Linked DNA regions of Mus musculus: regions 1, 2, 3, 4, 5 and 6 are each linked to region 7. Evidence: chromatin contacts called from public ChIA-PET, Hi-C, HiCAR-type and HiChIP or PLAC-seq data. All regions are on one chromosome and are shown on one strand. The core of a region is the stretch at or near the end of the contact, and the rest is flanking DNA. Distances in the headings are between cores, read along the strand shown.

The links. A called contact is a pair of places that touch in the nucleus more often than the background predicts. ChIA-PET counts read pairs in DNA pulled down with a chosen protein or histone mark. HiCAR-type assays count read pairs that join an accessible place to other places. HiChIP or PLAC-seq counts read pairs in DNA pulled down with a chosen protein or histone mark.
Region 1: a HiCAR-type map of embryonic stem cells shows a contact between it and region 7, with 4 times the contacts expected there. The contact joins two enhancer-like sites. A contact is called at or near these places in 7 of 39 promoter capture datasets (the 3T3-L1 cell line, the HPC-7 cell line, embryonic stem cells and 3 more), 9 of 484 Hi-C or Micro-C datasets (the C2C12 cell line, Sertoli cells, cortical neurons and 3 more) and 9 of 115 datasets of contacts at active chromatin or transcription factors (CD8 T cells, embryonic stem cells, epiblast stem cells and 3 more).
Region 2: a contact with region 7 is called in a Hi-C map of epidermal suprabasal cells, with 5 times the contacts expected there. The contact joins two enhancer-like sites. A contact is called at or near these places in 7 of 39 promoter capture datasets (the 3T3-L1 cell line, the HPC-7 cell line, embryonic stem cells and 3 more), 5 of 484 Hi-C or Micro-C datasets (epidermal suprabasal cells, nephron progenitors, reprogramming fibroblasts and 2 more) and 2 of 115 datasets of contacts at active chromatin or transcription factors (cardiomyocytes and epiblast stem cells).
Region 3: an RNA polymerase II ChIA-PET map of memory CD8 T cells shows a contact between it and region 7, with 29 read pairs. The contact joins two enhancer-like sites. A contact is called at or near these places in 6 of 39 promoter capture datasets (the 3T3-L1 cell line, frontonasal cranial neural crest, hippocampal neurons and 2 more), 1 of 484 Hi-C or Micro-C datasets (CD4 T cells) and 4 of 115 datasets of contacts at active chromatin or transcription factors (CD8 T cells, embryonic fibroblasts, memory CD8 T cells and 1 more).
Region 4: a contact with region 7 is called in an H3K27ac HiChIP or PLAC-seq map of embryonic fibroblasts, with 15 read pairs. The contact joins two enhancer-like sites. A contact is called at or near these places in 2 of 39 promoter capture datasets (the 3T3-L1 cell line and hippocampal neurons), 3 of 484 Hi-C or Micro-C datasets (the C2C12 cell line, embryonic fibroblasts and muscle stem cells) and 4 of 115 datasets of contacts at active chromatin or transcription factors (CD8 T cells, embryonic fibroblasts, embryonic stem cells and 1 more).
Region 5: a FOXA1 HiChIP or PLAC-seq map of pancreatic cancer cells shows a contact between it and region 7. The contact joins two enhancer-like sites. A contact is called at or near these places in 3 of 39 promoter capture datasets (liver and stem cell-derived epiblast-like cells), 1 of 484 Hi-C or Micro-C datasets (the 3T3-L1 cell line) and 2 of 115 datasets of contacts at active chromatin or transcription factors (bone marrow-derived macrophages and pancreatic cancer cells).
Region 6: a contact with region 7 is called in a FOXA1 HiChIP or PLAC-seq map of pancreatic cancer cells. The contact joins two enhancer-like sites. A contact is called at or near these places in 3 of 39 promoter capture datasets (liver and neutrophils), 1 of 484 Hi-C or Micro-C datasets (the N1E-115 cell line) and 2 of 115 datasets of contacts at active chromatin or transcription factors (bone marrow-derived macrophages and pancreatic cancer cells).

Annotation. Positions count from the first base shown.
Region 1 is chr13:5,548,015-5,550,714 of GRCm38.p6, forward strand. No RefSeq gene overlaps it. Among named protein-coding and RNA genes, the nearest start is that of Gm40661, 4.0 kb to the right of the region's middle. Within about 2 kb of position 1,382, at least 39 of the 459 cell types and tissues checked have an H3K27ac peak or open chromatin away from gene starts, as enhancers often do. A contact at or near this core is called in embryonic stem cells and pancreatic cancer cells, where this site is marked.
Region 2 is chr13:5,443,410-5,446,351 of GRCm38.p6, forward strand. No RefSeq gene overlaps it. Among named protein-coding and RNA genes, the nearest start is that of Gm40660, 10 kb to the right of the region's middle. Within about 2 kb of position 1,637, at least 40 of the 459 cell types and tissues checked have an H3K27ac peak or open chromatin away from gene starts, as enhancers often do. A contact at or near this core is called in epidermal suprabasal cells, where this site is marked.
Region 3 is chr13:5,407,225-5,410,210 of GRCm38.p6, forward strand. No RefSeq gene overlaps it. Among named protein-coding and RNA genes, the nearest start is that of Gm40660, 47 kb to the right of the region's middle. Within about 2 kb of position 1,402, at least 19 of the 459 cell types and tissues checked have an H3K27ac peak or open chromatin away from gene starts, as enhancers often do. A contact at or near this core is called in CD8 T cells, memory CD8 T cells and thymic regulatory T cells, where this site is marked.
Region 4 is chr13:5,344,578-5,347,311 of GRCm38.p6, forward strand. No RefSeq gene overlaps it. Among named protein-coding and RNA genes, the nearest start is that of Gm40659, 87 kb to the left of the region's middle. Within about 2 kb of position 1,329, at least 52 of the 459 cell types and tissues checked have an H3K27ac peak or open chromatin away from gene starts, as enhancers often do. A contact at or near this core is called in the C2C12 cell line, embryonic fibroblasts, muscle stem cells and 1 more, where this site is marked.
Region 5 is chr13:6,254,092-6,256,934 of GRCm38.p6, forward strand. No RefSeq gene overlaps it. Among named protein-coding and RNA genes, the nearest start is that of Gm35615, 34 kb to the right of the region's middle. Within about 2 kb of position 1,395, at least 31 of the 459 cell types and tissues checked have an H3K27ac peak or open chromatin away from gene starts, as enhancers often do. A contact at or near this core is called in pancreatic cancer cells, where this site is marked.
Region 6 is chr13:6,235,169-6,238,082 of GRCm38.p6, forward strand. No RefSeq gene overlaps it. Among named protein-coding and RNA genes, the nearest start is that of Gm35615, 53 kb to the right of the region's middle. Within about 2 kb of position 1,528, at least 15 of the 459 cell types and tissues checked have an H3K27ac peak or open chromatin away from gene starts, as enhancers often do. A contact at or near this core is called in pancreatic cancer cells, where this site is marked.
Region 7 is chr13:5,843,981-5,846,736 of GRCm38.p6, forward strand. No RefSeq gene overlaps it. Among named protein-coding and RNA genes, the nearest start is that of 1700016G22Rik, 13 kb to the right of the region's middle. Within about 2 kb of position 1,326, at least 292 of the 459 cell types and tissues checked have an H3K27ac peak or open chromatin away from gene starts, as enhancers often do. A contact at or near this core is called in the C2C12 cell line, CD8 T cells, embryonic fibroblasts and 6 more, where this site is marked.

The sequences.
Region 1 (2,700 bases), core at 132-2,631, 300 kb before region 7:
CACCTTACATCTTAAAGGCAAGGCTGTTTTCCAGGAATAGCTCAGCAATTAAAGACGCCAGAAGCCAATGCTGATGATCTCAGTTCAACCCTCAGGACCCAACATGCAAGGATATGATTGACTTTTAAAAACCGTCCCTTGATCCCTACGCGTGTGTTCTCTCTCTCTCTCTCTCTCTCTCTCTCTCTCTCTCTCTCTCTCTCTCTCACACACACACACACACACACACACACACCAATAAAATTTAAGTTTATATTTATCATTGTTCTGCATAAGAAGATATTAAGCACACATTATTTTTCTCTGATATAAGGGAGATGATGGATCAGGTAAAACTTAGGAAGATGACGATGACACCACTTATGACTGATTTCATTTCACTGAATTCTATGCCCCTAAGCTATCAATTTATAACTCGGAATTTACATGTCAGTAAAATGGGGATAATATTATGTATCTTAGTACTTTATAATATAAATTATATACAATGTAATAATAGACTGCTCTGGTCTGGCTAGTATTCTTGTGTAGTTCTAGGTTGAAGATTTAATTCTTAGTATATCAGAGCATGACTTAATGTGGACCCAGAGAGCTAATGAAGATTTTTAAAAAGGCATTAGAGTGGGACCCTAAGCCAATACACCTAGTGCCTTTATTAAAAGGATGTTAGGAAAAAGTTGTACATAGAGGGATGATCAGGTAAGAATAGAAGGAAAAGATTGCAATGGGCATATCCAAAAAGGGTCCTTGCTCATAGATAATGTGGTACTTCCAGCATCTAGAACTGTAAGAAGTTTATGTTGTCAAAATAACCCAATCTGAGCTTTGGGTTCTTTTTAGACCCCATTGGAGTATTAGTATATAACTATATGCAAACTAGGTACTCTGCAGTCTACAAAGGCTGCTTACCAATTATCAGCAGTTCCTCCTGTGTAGCAAAGGACAATGGGCAAAGCAGCAATGAGAGACTTTATCACTCAGCTAATTACTAACATTCTTTACTTCCTGCTTGTTCTAGTGCCTCAAACAGTCTCATTTAAGTTCCTTGTTTCCATGGATGTTTTCTTATTATTACCTCCAGGTATTTTTCTTCAATGTTCATTCTTTTAATTAGGAGGAAGAACATACAAATATGAAATGAAGTGCGAATTACAAATTATGCAAAATTCTGACCCAGTGGATTAAGAAATCAACAATATCATCAAAGCATAAACAAGCATGGGAGTAATTAAAATGAAACTTGACTGTCACAGAAACCAGTTTATAGACCTTGGTAAATGATTTTACAGGAAGAGACTTTCGCTCACGCAGACACACATTAAGCACTTATGATCGGCTTGTAAACTTTCCAGTTCTATGAGTCAGGGCTTAGGACCTCAAGGTAAAACGAAACACCTCCCAGGAACTAACCAGGCCAAATACTGCATAACTTTCAGGCCAGATGTGTTCAGGGTGCTATAACCATTGACTTCTGAGCTCTGTTTATAATATTCTAGTTGAGACAAGCACTACACTATGATTGTTGAAATTCAAAGACCAAGTGCTGCTTCTGTGTATGACTCCAAGTACGAACCTGATTGTGGTAATGAAGAAATGAGAGAAGACAGGTGTTTGAACAGAAAGCTGGGATCCTATAGAGCAGGCTCTCTGAGAAACCCCCATACCCCACAAGCACAGCATGTGTAAAGTAGAACAGTAAGACAACCAGTTGACTGCATACAACTGATCAAGGTGATAGATTTATTTCTGTACAGAAAAGTAATGAGGCAGAGTTGATGGTGTCCAGCTGACATGAGGAGAGAGGTTTACCTAAGCTCAGTAGTAGCGATCTCTGTAGAGGAGCGGTCTTCAGGCTGAAAATATTCGCAGGACTAAAGCTATGGTGGACATTTTCCGCACAGTATTAGCATACACACATGGACCACAAGGTGCAGAGTCCAGCATGGCCCTGGTGGGGACAAAGTGACATGGTGACATCGTTCCTGCCCCAGGACAGCGCCCCGGTATAAGCCTCCTGGAATCTAGATGGGCACTGTGGGCATAAGGCTTGTTTGTGTAATAATTTACATATTTCACATTCCTCCAAGAAATGTCCTCTGTGTTAATTTTAATGACTCCTTGATGATCAGCCAACAGGAGACCAGGAGGTGAAGGTGTGGCTAAAGTCTCAGCAAAATGGTGAAGTCTGGGACCTTCAAGACAACCCTTAAGGCTATGGGAAAGAGCTCTAGATACCGGAGTTTGAAAATATATAATTTCTCAACTATGCAAAATATAAGAATGCAATATGAATTATGAGGGGCTTCATGAATCTAAAGGAACAAAGGCAGCTGCACTAGGAGCCAGCTTGTCAGAAAGATACAAAGGCAGGCAGATTGAATTCAAGGTCAGCCTGGGACACATAAAGGTGAGGCCCAGGTGTGGTAGAAATGGTAATTTCAGGGAAGAGACCCACCCAACTACTTAATCCTTTGTGTTTAACAAAGGAAGACTGATCTTTGAATTCTTTTGCAGCCTTTGGAAAAAAAAAATGTTTGCTTGCTTTCACTTCTGAATCCAGATGCTGATTCATAGAATAATCTAAAGTAAACCTGGAGTAAATGACTGGGTTGATAATGTAAAATAAAAGACAAGACCTGTGTTCTGCAGGAGGTGAGCTATTCAGAGAACTTTTTAGGAAAAAAAACAGAAAACTGCTTG
Region 2 (2,942 bases), core at 387-2,886, 400 kb before region 7:
AGTCAAAAGAGAGTTTGATGTTTGTTCAGCATTTACAAGCTGCTGAGATATGATCTCTGTCTGGAAGAATCCATGGTTAGTTGAGAATGTCAGTTTGAAAGACCACACCCAGGGGAAAAACAAAAGACATGAGACACAGGGGCACAAGAGAAAATGGACTTGCTAGTGAACGAAGTCTCATTTCTGTTTAATAAGCAAGCAAGATTGAATACAGGGGCAGGTATACATGAAATGGAAGCTTTTCTGGAGCAAGGAAATGGAATATTTGCTTCTAAAATCATTGAAGAGGAACTTGAAATACATTGCTGTTTTTCTTTAAAGTGTTTTTCACTTCCTCAAAAAATTAAGAATTATAATAGAATCTGTTTTAGAACATAGAAAGAGGGCTTAGAGAAGTTATGCCATATTCTTGAAATCACAGGAGAAATAGCAGAGCTAGAAATCAAGATCATGATCTACAGGTTTGCAATGCCCTTGACAGTGAGTACTATATTCAATAGCTTTCACATAGTACTGAGAGGTAAATCTCAAGTAGACCATCAGCATCCAAACCCTGGAGATGAAGTGACTCAACTATGTACAAGATAAACTAACAAGAACATTAGATGTCACATCTGGAGGAAGGTTTTCTCTTACATTCTCTCTGCTGTTCTAATCAGAACAAGGACACAGGAAATAAGTGTTATTTTTATCCCAGTGAGAAATATGAGGATCCTAAGCCCCTCTGAAAATATAGTTTGCTTTCACCAAGGTTCATTCTGTCTTTATAAGTTGCAACTTCACCCTAATTCTCAGATTACAATCTGTGGTCAGGACACAGTGAAACTTAGATCCTAACACATGAGATGTTCTACCCAGTATATCCAGTGTAGCAGGCTATATGTTGTGGAAAACAGCATCCTGAATCTTCATATATCAGACTCATTTCACTAATGAGATGTCTGGAAAAATTATAAGTGATACAATTTCTGGGGAAGAAACAGAAAGCTTTGGGAAAGCCCAGGCTCTTTTCCTAGAAGGCCACTCATGTTAGGGTTTCCTCGCTTCCCGTGAAAGGAGATCTCAGAATTGGCTTGTGTTCTGAGCCACAGTGCAAGAGATGATGCCACGGTGGAGACTCAAAGAATTTTAAGAAGTCATGGACCAATAGAAAGTACCTTCAAGCCTTTGGAGTAAGATAAGAGTAGAATATATTTCTAAAAATTCAATTTCTAGTTAATATTTAAATTGGAATAGAAACATATTTTAGCAATAATAATCACAACAAAGCAAAATAAAATAGGAGTCCTATAGGATAATGCAGAAATACAGAGAGAAGTGGGCATTGTTCAGATGTCCTTCTCTAGGCACAGAAGGATGGCATAAAAGGAACGCCTCCATTTTGGTTTGGCTTTACTTCACTTTTCCTCTTTCCCCCAGATGCAATAGTGCTTTCAGTACCGATTCCCACAGTCTTGGGAATTAAAGAAGGCACTCATTGAAATTGTTATTCAGAGACTAATTGTAAATAAAGCTTTTATTTCCATCTCAATGCATGTCAGGACCTGTTGAGCTTAGACTTGGACTTAGTCATTAACACACTCAACTCTGCAACTGACTGAGTCAACACCACACCCTAGCACTCTTCCAGTTTCTGGAATGAAAAGAAGAAGTAAAAGGTTTCCCTGAATAACTTTCCTTGAGTAAAGCCTTTCCTTTAGTAAAAGTCCGGTCACACTTGTAAAAGCTCTGCCTCACCCGCTAAGACACTAAAATGTGATGTGCCAGCCAGACCCAAGTCACCCCTTGCCAAGGACCTTTGACTGAATTACAGCCATGGGACATTTGTCACTTTGCTGAGATCTTGCTACACACAAGACAGATTCTTATCATTTTTTCTTCTGAGTATGCCCAGTAAAACTTGAAATTTCTCTCTGTGAATATTCAGAAATGATATGTATTTAGGAGCCTGCAAAACAAGTTACAAAGCACGTTATGAAGCAAGCTAGACCAGTCTGGTTTAGTGGCTTGCCCAAGTCAAGGAACATAAAATAGCTTAAAATCAAGCTGTGAAAAATACCACAGAACAAGCACTGGAATTAAAAACAAATTTGTTTATGAGATAGCTATGTTTTGCTGCCTAGTGAGTGCTTACAACATTCTTTAGGCGAGACTCTGCTAGCCCTGCAATGAGTTATCAAGGAATCAATCCTCTGTTTCTTTTACTAGACTTTTTTCTTCCAGAGCTGATAGACATACCTGTGTGCAAGCCCACGAAAAATGCTGGTAACGATCCCCAATGTTCACGTTTCCATGTTGAGAACCTGACCACTTAGGAATATATTTGAAAAATGACAAAAGTCCCAAAGGACCACATCAGATGTGCCTCAGAACAAATGCCTGTTCCACAGCTACCAGTAGTCAATCTATTTAATAATCATCTAATCATCAAATTAACAGCAGCTTCTACTTGTTGAACCCTCAACATAATTTAGCATTACCTGTACTCTATTGTTTTTTTTGTTTTTTTTTTTAATTTTTTTTAATTAGGTATTTAGCTCATTTACATTTCCAATGCTATACCAAAAGTCCCCCATATCCACCCACCCCCACTCCCCTGCCCACCCACTCCCCCTTTTTGGCCCTGGTGTTCCCCTGTACTGGGGCATATAAAGTTTGCAAGTCCAATGGGCCTCTCTTTCCAGTGATGGCCGACTAGGCCATCTTTTGATATATATGCAGCTAGAGTCAAGAGCTCCGGGGTACTGGTTAGTTCATAATGTTGTTCCACCTATAGGGTTGCAGATCCCTTTAGCTCCTTGGCTACTTTCTCTAGCTCCTCCATTGGGAGCCCTATGATCCATCCATTTGCTGACTGTGAGCATCCACTTCTGTGTTTGCTAGGCCCCGGCATAGTCTCACAAGAGACAGCTACATCTGGGTCCTTTCAATAAAATCTTGCT
Region 3 (2,986 bases), core at 152-2,651, 440 kb before region 7:
TTCTTATGTGTTGTTTGTTTGTTTGTTTTTAAGTTGGCACTGGGGTTTGCACTGAAGCTCATATGCTTGTGGGCCTAGCATTTTATTACTGAGCTATGAGCCAAGCCCCATCCTCTCCTCTTGCTTTATTTTTTTATATATATATTTTCATTATTTACATTTCAAATGTTAGCCCCTTTCCTGGTCGCCCCCCCCTCCCCCCAGAAATCCCCTATCCCATCCTTCCTCTCCTGACTTATATGAGGGTGCTTCCCCACCCACCAACCCACACCCTCCCTCCCGCCTCCCTACCCTGGCATTCCCCTACACTAAAGCTTAGAGTCTTCATAGGACCAAGGACTTCTCCTCCCATTGATGCCCAACAAGGCCAAGCTCTGCTATATATGAGGTTGGAGCCATTGGTCCCTCCATGTGTACTCTTTGATTGGTGGTTTCGTCCCTGGGAGCTCTGGGGAATCTGGTTGGTTGATACTGTTGTTCTTTCGATGGCATTTCAAACCCCTTCAGCTCCTTCAGCCTTATCTCTTAACTCCTCCATTGGGGACCCAGTGCTCAGTCCAATGGTTGCCTATGAACATTTGCCTCTGTATTTGTCAGGCTGTGGCAGAGTCTCTCAGGAGACAGCTATATCAGGTTCCTGTCAGCAAACACTTCTTGGCATCTGTGATAGTGTCTGGGTTTAGTGTCTGTATATAGGATGTATCCCCATGTGGGGCAGTCTCTAGATGGCCTTTCCTTCAGTCTCTGCTCTGAACACTGTCTGCTCAGTCTCTGCTCAGTCCCATGCCCATGGAATGGTAGGATTAATTATAGTAAAATGGCCATCTTGCCAAAAGCAATCGTCAGATTCAATGCAATCCCCATCAATATTCCAACTCAATTGTTAATAGAGTTAGAAAGAGCAATTTGCAAATTCATTTGGAATAACAGAAAAAAAAAGACAGGATAGGAAATCTATTTTCAACAAAAAAAGAACTCCTCTTGCTTTCTGGACTCCCAGTTTTCAATAACTTTTCTTTCCTTTAGGTTGCTCCCAGCACATTTTACAAGGCACGCCACTGCAAATTTCTCATGAGCTTTAGATTCTTCGTTTCATGTGAGTGCTACTGTAACCTAGTAAATAACAGCATTAAGCACTTCCTGCAGAAGCTGATGGTCTACACATCCCCCTGTCACCCAGTCCAAGTGCACCTTTCTGTTGAGTGGATGTAACCACAGTGATGACTTTTTTTTTCCCTCAAAGGATCAGTAGTTGCCACTAAATGATTTTGCTAGTGAATAAGTGCTTACTACATTAAGGTTCATTCCTTTTACCTGAATCTCAGAGAAGCAGAAAGCACATCTGATGGAAAGTAAAGTGGTTTCGTATATATGACCGACTTCCTGCCCTTGTGTGATAACAAGCACATTGAACTGAAAAAGCCTCTCACTTCACAACTGGCCTGTATGATCAGAAGTGACTGGAGCAACCTTTCTGAACTTTGGTTTCCTTGCCTAAAAAGGACTTGGTTTAGAGGAAGTTCAGTAGTTGTCATGCTAATTTGTTCTATAGGGAGGTTTCACAAAAGCTCCATATACATACCAGTATATTGTTCTCTTGGCACAGTTTTAACTCCACAGCACGAAGTTTATATTTTCTCAAATTCTAGTTTCTAGAATCCTATAGGTAAATCAGTGTCTCCCAAGAACAGAGTGAGTACAGACATCTCTGGCAGGAGACCCTACCAGCACTCACTGTCCCCTGGGGAATAGCTTTACTAGATTTTGTTGAATAGCCAAGAATATATCTGATGGACATAGGTTGGAGGCCTCTTCTCCCCTATGAAACATGGACAATGCACAGCTATCAGGAGACTCTAATGGAGGGATATCTGTAAAACAATGTGTGTATGAATTAGAAGGAATAAGATATAAGCAGAGATTTCACTGATTATTCTCAACCTGATTTATCAATCTTATGTTACTTCATGGTTATTGAAAATAATTTCAAAGGGCTAGGGGAAAACCCCAGTGGGTAAAAGGACCTGCCACAGGGGGATTAAAATCTGAGTAAAAATCTCCAAAATTCACACAAAGCTAGAAATAGAAGCATGTTTCTGTGTATTACCAGCCCTTCTAATGAGAGATGGGAGTGGAAGACAAGGGAATCTATGGAGGCTCATGAGCTAGGTAACCTAGTGTGTGCAGTGTCTGTCTAAAGAAAGTTGAAAGATGATGACATCCAAGGATGGTGTTTCATCTCAACCAACGTACTATGTCAGTAGTATTCCTTCACTCACAGAGACAGACACATACACGCAGGAGTTTATAAAAATTATTTCAGGACTGGATTAACTGTTGCAGTCACCAATTGCCAATAAAGTAAAACTAGTCATTTTACTATGATTTTGATATGTTTAAGTGACTTTCTTTGACCAATGTATAAATTATATAATATAGAAATTGTAGGTATTTGGGAATTAACTTTATATTGTAAGTCAAAGTGTTAAAATCATTAAAGGTTGAGGTCATGACACATGAGCAAATTCAACCAAGAAGAGTAGACAGCAGGAAATAATCAAACTCAGGGCTGAAATCAACCAAGTGGAAACAAAAAGAACTATACAAAGAATCAACCAAACCAGGAGCTGGTTCTTGGAGAAAATCAACAAGACAGATAAACCCTTAGCCAGACTAACTAAAGGGCACAGGGACACTATCCTAATTAACAAAATCAGAAATGAAAATGGAGGCATAACAAGAGAAACCAAAGAAATTCAAAAAATTATCAGATCCTACTACAAAAACCCATACTCAACCAAAATAGAAAATCTGGATGAAATGGATAATTTTCTAGACAGACACCAGGTACCAAAGTTAAATCAGTATCAGATAAACATCTAAACAGTCCCATAACCCCTAAAGAAATAGAAGTATATTTGACTTTTGGAATAGCATTGTAACAAATGAAAAAAAAAAAAAACACCTGATTAAAATAAAAAAATCC
Region 4 (2,734 bases), core at 79-2,578, 500 kb before region 7:
CAAATTGTGGTAGACTGATTCACACCCAAGCAGTTGCATGTCTGGCCAGTTTTCATCAGCAAAAATAGGGGTAAAATGGCAGTGTATCTTTAGGGCATTGTATTGAGACTGAAAATAAGCAAGAAATGGAGCATGTCAAGCTGAACATAGGGATATGTTTCCTGACTCAGTGTTTTAGATTTGGAAATGGGATGGCTTTAATTAGTATTTGGTTGATTGAACCGAATAATAGACCCAGAAGCAATTTACCCAAACTGGAGTTGAAATGTATACTATTCCTGTTGTATAGAGAAAGACTCTCAAAAGCAAAAGTGGATTTATAATAACAAATCAGCTCACATACTTGGACAAGCCCTTATTCAAGATTTCATACTTGATCATGAACCCTAAAGTTACAGTTCATCATAACTAAGTATAATTTTATTCATCAAAGTACTTTTTACACTTTTAAAATTTACATATTTATTTTTTAAATTTTTTATTAGATATTTTCTTTCATTTACATTTCAAATGATATCCCAAAATCCCCTATACCTCCCCTCTGCCCATCTATTTTTATATATTTTAATTTACCCTTTAAGAATTTAATACATGTGGAATTGTTTCTGTCCCATTTCTCCATTAGACTCCTGGATCCACACAGACATCCTTGCAACTTCATTTTCCTCGTCTTCTTATTTTTTTAAATATAAATAAGCCACTGAATTTAATTTGTGCTCTCCACATGCACATGTATGTGGGGACATGCACAGAAGCATGGTCAACCAACCACAAATTACAGCTCTAAAGAAAGCTGCCTTTTCCTCCCCTGGCAGTCCTTTGGGTATTTATACTTTTTAATTTAATTTTTTTTTTACATTTCTAAAAAATTTTTACATGTACTTAAAAATTCTGAATACAAACAAGATTGACACTTTCAAATTTTACTTAGCTAAGATAACTGAAACTCATTTAGGTTTGTGAATTTTTTCCTATTGTTAAAAATAACAAATATATGTGTTTAGCCATCCTTTCAGATGGATGAGACATCCAAATGATAGTAGATCGATGGTAAATGTATTCAGCTGTAAGCAATGCATTTAACAGCAGCTGAGGATAAATATTAATGAAAAATAGTTCACTACACAAGCTCGACATGAGAAGTCATTAGGGATATATCTACGATAAAAATACACCACAGCCTGACTGCAAAGAAAGTGAGATGTGTGGGAAATGACTTCTACAAGAGGGCAAAGTTCCCTGGAAAAAAAAAAAAAGATAGTTCAATTTCCTCTCCCCAAGCTGTCTTTTTAAAATAACATGACATACCACACATTTTGACACAACTCCACATGACTCAGGGGCCTTTCTTTAAATAAGACCAGAACACATTCATGGAGCCTGAGTCACCTCTAACCCTCCGAACTTGGTGAAGATTACTGATCAGCCCTCATTCCTAAGTCAGTACGGGAAAGTTCTGATTTGGGCAGTTAACCGAACATTCTGTTTTGCAGTAAACAAGTTATGGTTTTCCTTCTTTCCTTCTTGCCTCACCCAAAAAGGGAAAAAATGCATGTAATTTAAAAATGTGCTTTTCTACAATAAACAAAAACTCCTCATTTCTTCAAACTAAGCGATGTTTACGGAGATGACTTAGAAATATATGAGAAAATAAATAACTCATTAACATAGAAAATCAATCCATGATAGGCTCCCTTTGGAAAACTGTTTCCTCCGAGATAATTAATCCAGGAGAATATTTGTTCTTCCAAGATCAGGGAGATCCTTCTAGAGAAGGCTAAAATTTAAGACTGTTCTGAGGATGGAAAGTGAAGAAATGCGGCTGCGCCTCTTTGTTACACACAGCACTCATCACATACTGGGGTGTTTGTGATTTCACAATCCTATCCACAATATTAAAAGCCTGTATTTTCTGTTTGTTTTTTTTTTTAATAGCTATGATACAGTGGGATATGGTAATGAAACTGTTGAACTTTCAGGAGGCTAGATAAGGTATTGTCTTTTCTTGCTAAGCTGTAGTCTTAATTTCCCTTATTTAAAATGATAAAGGTAGTGTTTACATCACATGTGAACAAAAATATCTAATGCATACAGACATCTATTGTTTGGATTTTGTGTCCATCACAAGAGTTAAGAGCAACAAATAAAGAGTTGTCATGCCTGACCAAACTCTGAAGGCTTTGGAACTTCACTCACTGGATATTTCCAGGGATGGGAATCAGTTGACAAAGACTTGTGGTCACTTCCTATGAATGATGTCTTTTCCAGGAAGTGGTATACCCATTACCGTCTATAGTATTATGTGTTAATCATTTCGTGTCTCTCTCAGGTATTCAAATCATCAGCCTGAACAGTGATGGCTAGATGGCTGTGATTGCTCTCCAAAACTCCTGTCCCATTTCCCCAGTCATCACTAATATACAGAGACAGAGACAGAGAGAGAGAGACAGAGAGAGAGAGACAGACAGAGACAGAGAGACAGAGAGACAGAGAGGCAGAGAGACAGAGAGAGGCAGAGAGACAGAGACAGACAGAGACAGAGACAGAGACAGGCACAGGCACAGGCACAGGCACAGGCAGGCACAGGCACAGGCACAGGCACAGGCACAGGCAGGCACAGGCACAGGCACAGGCACAGGCACAGGCACAGGCACAGGCACAGGCACAGACACAGACACAGACACAGACACAGACACAGACACAGACACAGAGACACAGACACAGACACAGACAC
Region 5 (2,843 bases), core at 145-2,644, 410 kb after region 7:
GTTAATGAGGGAGAAAGTGGAGAGAAAGCAGATTCAAGCTATTGACAATAAGGAGTAGACCTAGATTCCCATCCAGAGAAGAAGGTAACTGAGGTAGAGAGTTTGATGTACAGGAAGGCATGAGAAAGAGATTGATGTTGAGGCTAATAGGCAGAGGAAACAAAATTGCTGTGGTGTCCATGAGACAGGTGAGCTGTCCAGTGCAAATGGCAGACTCCAAGCTAGATGAAATAAGTAGGATTACAACTTCATTTTTTAGAGCCTGTGAAACTTCTAGAAGGTCACCAAACCCAAGAAAAGTGTTGCTTTCCTTCTCTTCATGATTTGAATGCAAACTGCCTCCAATGGGTGCATGTGATTGGTCCTCAGTGGGTGATGCTCCTTGACAGACTGTGGATCCTCTGGGTGCTGTTCCTATCTGGTAAGCACAAGACATTAAAGGTGATACTTTGATTCTTGCTTCACCATGTTTGAAGTACTCTGCTCTCCATTCCCACATCCATTGAACTAGTTTTCCATGCCTTCCTGCCAATGATGAACTTCCTCTCTGAAACCATGAGCCAAAATAAATCTTTTTGACCCTTAAGTTGCTTTTGTATAGTTTTGTAGTCAGAGGAATGAGAAAAATAACCAATGTATTTATTTGTAGAAATTGGATAAAGTTAGGAGCCTGAGTTTGTATTTAGACTGAGGTACAATGACACGTGTAATGTTCTAAGTATAATGTGACTCCCTAACACATTCCTGTCTTCTCAGTGAGCTCTCAGCAGGCCTGTCACACAGAGTCCACAATCAGCAACAAGCAGGATGCACTCCATCAGTGAGACTGTGGAGGTATTTACAAATCTGACAGCCAAAGAACAAACACCAAGAGGTCATAGACATTCCTCAAGATGGATCTTCCAGCTCTTTTAGTTCAGGCCTACGAGTTCTCAGGATTTGAGGATACAAGAGGCATGATGTCTGCTTTCCCCCAAGGGGTTGATTTTTCTATAAAGAGAAAACTATGAGGTTAGCACGCAATGTGTCGGCTTACTCATCTGCCAAGGGAGGCAAATTCTAGTGGGAGTTTTGCCCATAGGATTTCAATACACAATTTATGGGTAATGTCTTGTGAAAATAAATGAGTTACAGTTTATACACACATACACACACTACACACACAAACAAAAACCCCAATAACAACAACAACATAATGGTTTTAACAGGCCTCTTATCACCTGAAATGGTTCAAATTATCTATAGACAGAAGTATAAGGAGAGGTGAAATTGACATCTGATGACTGCGAATAAAACAACCATTTGTATGGTTCCTTTTAGATCTGTATGAGTTCATCCATCTGGCAATTCTGCCTTGGGAATGAGCCAGCTGGGTGAAAGGAAGAGGACTTAACTTCCTTGTCCTGCACCTCGGGATATCCCCACAATGTGACCTTGATCCTTTTCTCTACATGACTCAGCCATATGGGTTGAAATGCACTGCGTATAATTGTCTTTCCAGACCTTTCCCTTGCAGAGGCTCATACAAAGTCTTCAAGAAGGTTTGTCTTCAAACAGCGTTCAAGCACAGAGACACATCGCTACTACTATTGGCTACCCATGGTATTTCATCTAGCCATGGGAGCATTGAGAATAGTAGAAAGTAAGACCACAGGGATTTGACATTACTTTTTAATATAGAGTGTAGGATCCATCCCCTGATGGGAAATCTGAATACTCATCCAGTGACATCATCTGAGGAGTTGATTATATGTCACTTGAGAAATATCTCATGTCCTACCTATTTCCCAATATGTATAATTCCTCTAGTAGAATTACTCCTCTGCCTTGGACTACCTCCATAGCACTTAGGTTAAAGTCAATATAACCACACTACCATTGAGTCATGTCCTGCTTTCTATCCAACAAGATAAGAATAAGACTCCTGAAAGGCAGGAAATGAGGTAAGCAAGTATGTGTTAACCTTCACATTAGTTAACTGTTCTCATCATGACCAATATATGTCAGAAACAACTTTTCATAAAAATCTGTATGTGTGTGGTGCATGCACATTTGGAGAAAAGAGGTTGACATTGGTTATCTTTCTCTATCACTCATTACCTTATTTGAGGGAGTGGTAACAAAGTCTCTCACTGACCCTTGATCTGGATGTTTGGCTAAGCTTACTGAACAGTGAACTCCTGGAGTCCACTTGTCTCTGACTCCTAATTAGGTTGGAAATATGTGCTGCTATGCCTGGCCTTTCCATGGGTGATAGAGATCTAAATTCCAAGTCCTTATGTTTATATAGCAACCAAGCACTTTACCCACTGAGTCATCACTCCAGCCTGACATAAACAACCTAAAGTAAGGGTTTATTTTTGCTCAGGATTTCAGAGGACTCAAGCACTTCATAACAATGTGGCATGTGGCAAACGCTTTTTTACATGAGGGCTGTCACAGTTTTAATTGCCTAGTAGACATAATTTAGAATCACTTGAGAAGAGAGGTTCAATTAGAAATCTTCTAAATCTGTTTTCCTGTGGGCATGTCTATGAGGGTCTTAATTATTAATTAATATAGAAAGACCTAGTCTACAGTGGGTGGCACCATGCTATAGCCAGGAGGTTCTGTCTGTGTAAGTGTAGCAAGGGTGCTGAGCATGAAGAATCATGTTTACACTGATACTTTCTCTGCTCTTGAATGTGGATGGGATGTGATTAGCTATTTTAAATTCCTGCCACCTTGCCTTCTTTTTTATGATGGATTGTAACCAGGAACTGTGAACTAAATAAACTCTTTTTCCCCTAAGTGATTTTTTTTTTGGCTAGGTTATTGGTATAGCAACAAAAAAATTTGAGCTA
Region 6 (2,914 bases), core at 278-2,777, 390 kb after region 7:
TTATAATAGCCAAGACTGTAGACAAGATACTCTTGAAAAGAACATTTTTTTTTTTTTTGCCCAGCAAGCTACTGAGAATATACTCACTGGCAGTTTAAAGAATCTTTTGGATTATAAAATAGATAATTATGTAGAGATGATAGCTGGGAACACAGTTTACTCTAACTCGGGTTTTACCTTGGTATTTCCACTTCTGACTTACATTCTCAAGAAATGAGCAGTAGAAGAAATGTACAAAACCTAACTGGAGCTAAGAAAGTGACTGGGTGTATTTTTGACATACAATCCTGAGGACATGAGTTCTATCCCAAGAACCTAGGTAAGGGTAGGCTTGGTAGAGCATGATTGCAATTCCAGTACTCCAACTGTGAGATGGAAGTTGAGGTCAGGGAAATCCCCAAAGGCTAACAGGCTTTCTGATACCCTGACCTACACAGCTGACAGTGACAGGAAGCGCTGCCTTAATCAAAGTAAAAGGTCACTTCTGACTTCCAGTGCACATTTCATGATGTGTGCATGGTTCCCCCCCTCACATCCCCCAAAAATACTTACTTGAGTGATGCCCTTTGAAAAAACTTACATTATGGCTGAATAGTTATATCCTTGGTCCTGCCACTCAAACCACAAATATGGGAATAATGCCTTCTGCTCCATATTGAAAAAAAAAAAAAAAAAAAAAGAGCTCTTTGTAAATCATCATGTTTCTCTAGTGATGTATGCACATCAATACCATCCTGTACTACCATATTCAATGTTTCTGAAGAGATGGGACCTAGTTCATGCTACTATTTTGTTGCCGAAGCTACAGTGCTGTGTTTTCAGTCCATTGGGAGTATCTGACCAGGCACTCCACAAAATTCAAGGAAGATGTGAGACTTACTAGAAAGTAATTCTATTAAGAAATGTCTGAATGATTAACCCATTCATCAATGGGTTAGGTTGTCTTGCTGTTGTTTTTCATAAAATCAACCTGTTGCTTTAAGTAGTCTATGATCACATTACTGAGAAAACAAACAAATACATTTCAAACAAAAAAATTTACTAATACAAGGCACTCAAAAAATGAAGGTCAGTTGTGGTTGACAAGAAGTTGGAAAGGTAACTATCAGTGGAACTGAGCTTCATACTGTAGTAGAGGCATTGAATATCAGAATAATTCTGATGTCTTTCCTGAGATTTGAGGTATATTTTTGAGAGCATGGGTATTGGCTGCTGGGTAGGTAGGGAGGATCTGGGAGGAGTTTCTGGAAGGGAAAACATGGTCAAAATATATTCTATGGAAAAAAGCATTTAAGAAGAGGAGGGGGAAGAAGAAAGAAGAAGAGGATCCGGAGGAGACGTCAGAAAATGACCATTATGCTAGATTTTGTGTTTCTGAACTTACACAACCCGAAGCACAGCCTTTCAGCTGCTGGAAGCTGTTAGGGTATTACACTGTACATTGAGCATCCCTTAGATGCTGTGCAGGAGAGTCCGTACTGTTACTCCTGCTGAGCAGGAAGCCAGCCCACATACCTTTGCATCCCGACCCTTTTCCTACATCCTTTAGCGTATCAGCTACCGCCCATGAGTCACTCAACAAACAGGTACAGAGGTCTTGTTCACTTTGTGGCTTAGGAGAACATTCCAGCGTCTCTGGTAAGGAAGACCAGAGTCTAACCCCAAAGTTTTAAATGGCTAGAATTACTAGTAGTGACTGAATGTTACGATGTTAAGATGGTATCTCAAGTTTCCTTCTAATGCACCTCGCTGCCTATTTCTACATAAATTTCTCCCTAAATTCCAGAAGATACCATGCTTCTGAGAAAAGTAGCCTAGTCTTGCAGGAAACTGCCACGTTTCCTGCTTCTTTTTATTAATCATTGTGTGGAAACAGAAAATAGCAAAATAAATAAGTACATAAATAAATAACCTCTCTGTTATGTCCTAGTTCAGCTCTGACCAGGAAAACTTTCATTATGAAAATGAGAGCATTGGGGAAAGTACATTGCTGTTAATTTTATTGTATTTCCAGGTTGGATGTCACTGCATACCTGTACTTTTACGGGCAAATCTTCTACAGTCATGCTTATAGAATAGGGCCAACTCTCATAATCAGGTCTGATTTGCCCTGTGAATCAGGAGAACATTCCAGAAGAACAAGAAGCTCCCAGGGGCTCTAACTACTCGGATAACTGGAAGACCAACTTAGCTGTGTGGTCAGTCCTTAAGTCCACATATTCCTTGAGTAAGGCACAGTTATGCAAGAGCTACAAAAGGACAAAATGTATACGACATAGAGTCATCCTTCTTCTCTTGCTAAGTGATGAAATGTTGACAGTGTTCTCTCCCACAATCTTGAAAGCCAATGATAGGTGTGGTTTTTAAGGGCAGGCAAGCTGTAAATCTACAGCACTACAGTAGGCATGCAGTGGGTACTGGGCATCTGGGCACCATCAGGACATAATTAACTCTCTGCAGAAGAGATGCAAGCTACCTCCTTCATTTCTAGAGACCAGACCTGAAATCTGGATGCAGATGAACTCTGTTAACTGTGATAAAAAGATGGAATATTCATCTCACCAGGAGGGGAAGTAGCTTTCTCATCCATCAATGCTTTATTCCTGAACAAAATTGAACTGCCAAACCTCAGTGTGTTAAAACAGTGATGTACCCCTTGATAAATGAAGAATGGAGGATTAGAGGTTTGGGTCTTCCAAACTGAGATGTCTCCCAAAGTTCAGATCCTCAAAATGTGACTATGTTTAATCATATGTTGAAAACTAAATGCAACTGTTGGCTGAGCTGAGGAAGTGTAGCTTGTAGAAGCTATAATGCCTTCCATTCTCTTACTACCCACCGCAGACATCACAGAGAATTTTTTTTTAAATTAGGTATTTTCCTCATTTACATTTTCAATGCTATCCCAAAGGTC
Region 7 (2,756 bases), core at 76-2,575:
GAATGCAAAACCCTGACCACCAAGGAGGGAGCCTGAAGGGCTAGGACGAAGTGGAGATAAGTACAGGATTGAACCGGTTCTGTTGGAGGCAAAGCAGGAAATGAGTAGCCTGGTTGAAGCTCTGCCTGTAAACTCTTGGTAAATGGAAGTAATCCATGGTAGTCTTAGCATTTCTTCCATTCTTCATGGGACTGCTTCTGTCTGCTGATGAGGGACCACACCATTTAAATGGACTGAAATCAAACTATTTCTCTATCCCCAAATAGTAGCTTTGAGACTGGGAATAATCTGTGTCTGTGGCCATGGACAGAAGATGGGCCACCTTTTTAGAAAGAGTTTTTTTTCCCCAATATGAGCATCACCCTCCCCTAGGAGAATGTGGGACTAATCCAAGGGTGTTGGAAGTTACATAGCAACTAATTCTTCAACGGTGTTTATGAAACGGAAGCCTAGCAACTCATGGAGGAGTCAGATCCACAGGATCTCAGTCCATGAGGCTTACAGTTACAGTTGTAACTGATTCAGAGGTGGTCACATGTTGCTCACCCAGAAAGTAACCCCGGGGCTGCAAGTAACAGGAAAACAGCCATGCCCATTTTATTCATATTTTATAACCTACAGTAAACATTTACTTAGCAATTCCACCCTGTCTATCACCGCCTTAGACACTTATGCAGAACTTAGAGTCATACTGAATGCCAATATGATGTTAATTATTGCAACCAAAAGAGGCCTGTATCGTTAGACTCTGATGAATTTTTAAGATACACTGGAGGGGAAATTGAGTCATAATATAATTCTCTATGAGGGTTTGAAAGTGTGATCCTTAAGATCCTTCTGCTCTGTGTGACAAGCAATACGATTTTTAAGCTCAGACAAAAGTGGGTGTCTTTTGGTTTAGGGTTCTCTTTTCACCAGGAAATCCCCTCTTCTAATAGGATTCTTTTTGTTTTGCTTTAATCCTTAATCTAGGGGGAATGTCCCATCCCTGTGAGTCATCAGAATGGCTTCTCACAGGTAAGACCTAGAAAATTCCTGAAATGCTTCCCCTGATACTGAGAAACGTACTCAAGTCAATTGAGAAAGACATTAAAGGGGTCTGATGAGAAATCTAAATCCTGTGCCTCCTACCCTTTGCGGGGATGTTGCCTGAACCATGAACAACGTTTCCTGGATTCTAGAAACAGGCACATAGTTTGGAATCTGCAGCTGCTGGACAACACCAATTGGGAAAAATAGTAGCACAAAGGCAATAGATAGCCATCTCGCCTTGAAGACGCTGACTCATGCAGATGAGTCATTTACAATCGGCATGGCGACGGGTCTCAGCGGGACCAACTCAGAGAACACTGTGCGCTGAGCGCTGACCATGTAAACAGTGCAAACTCCCTCTTGTGATTCTAGGAAAAGAATCTTAGAACCTTTAGACAAAGAAATCAGAGAGGAGTGTGGCTGCTGTGTGGGTCACACCAGCAAATCCAGGCAACATCCGGACCTTACCATTCTCAGTTCTGATATCCGCTGGCACTGGAGCCCAGAGCTCAACATTTGGGTAAACATTCCACACTGGAGTGAACTACCTTGGTGACCTGAGTAAATTATGAATTCCCAAGACAGAATTACGGTGTCATCGAGTGTGACTGTATGTAGCTGGGCATACATTCATTTCCCCACTCAGATTAGCTATAGCATAAATAATACAGAAGCACCAACCAGAGCCAAAGGTGCTCACTGGAAGGTTCTTTTCTGGTATTAAAATAATGAGTGTACGCTCCTTAAGAACCTTCTAGCAACATGTACAAATAAAGCCACACACAGTGACAAACTGTGCTGCTTGGAGTTTAGCTGATGACATCCTTGTTATTGAAACAGGAAATGACTCAGCCTGGGCTAGACCAGAAAAGATCATATATTATATTCCGTTTTGTTGGCTCGTTTGAAAAAAAAAAAAAAAACCTACCGCAAGGCAACCATGCTTGTTTTCAGGTTTTTAATTTATGCATTCTAGCAAATAAGAAAGAATTTCTTGATAAGCCATTATTAAAATGTTGCAAAACAGGTTTTTCACAAATGTTAGGATCAAATGACTGCTATAAGCTATAGAAGATATGTTTACTATTTTTAAAGGGGATGGGTTAGGGTATTGGAGTCCAGATAGAAAACCTCTCAGCCCTAAATACTAACATTTCTATACTTAGCCGGAGCCTGGTCTGTTTAGATAAACTGATTTTGAACATAATTTTATGTTTATTGCTTTTTTGACTGCATTATGTCTGTGTGAGAGTGTCAGAAGCCTGGAACTGGAGTTACAGATGGGTCTGAGCTGCTATGTGAAGGGTCAATGCTCTTAACTGCTGAGCCATCTCTCCAGACCCTCGATAAACTTTCAAAAAATATTTTAATTAAAATATATCACTTCCCTCCTTCCTTTACATCTCTCAAACTCTTCTTTTCTAACCCATTCAGTCTCAAATTGATAACCTCATTTATTTTGTTTTTGTTGTTACATATGTACGTGTATATACACAAAAACATAAATATAACCTTATATATAATTCTTAACACATTACTAAATACTAGAGTTTTACTAAAATTCTGATTTTTTTTCATTATGACCTGGCATAATCTGAAGTTTACCTTTGTCTATTAAAACTTTGCAGGTATGATAATTGGCAATCAAAAGCAATTAATCCAACAGACAAAAAAGTTGAACATAGATTAAACATTATAAATTTTTACATAAATAACTGAACTAT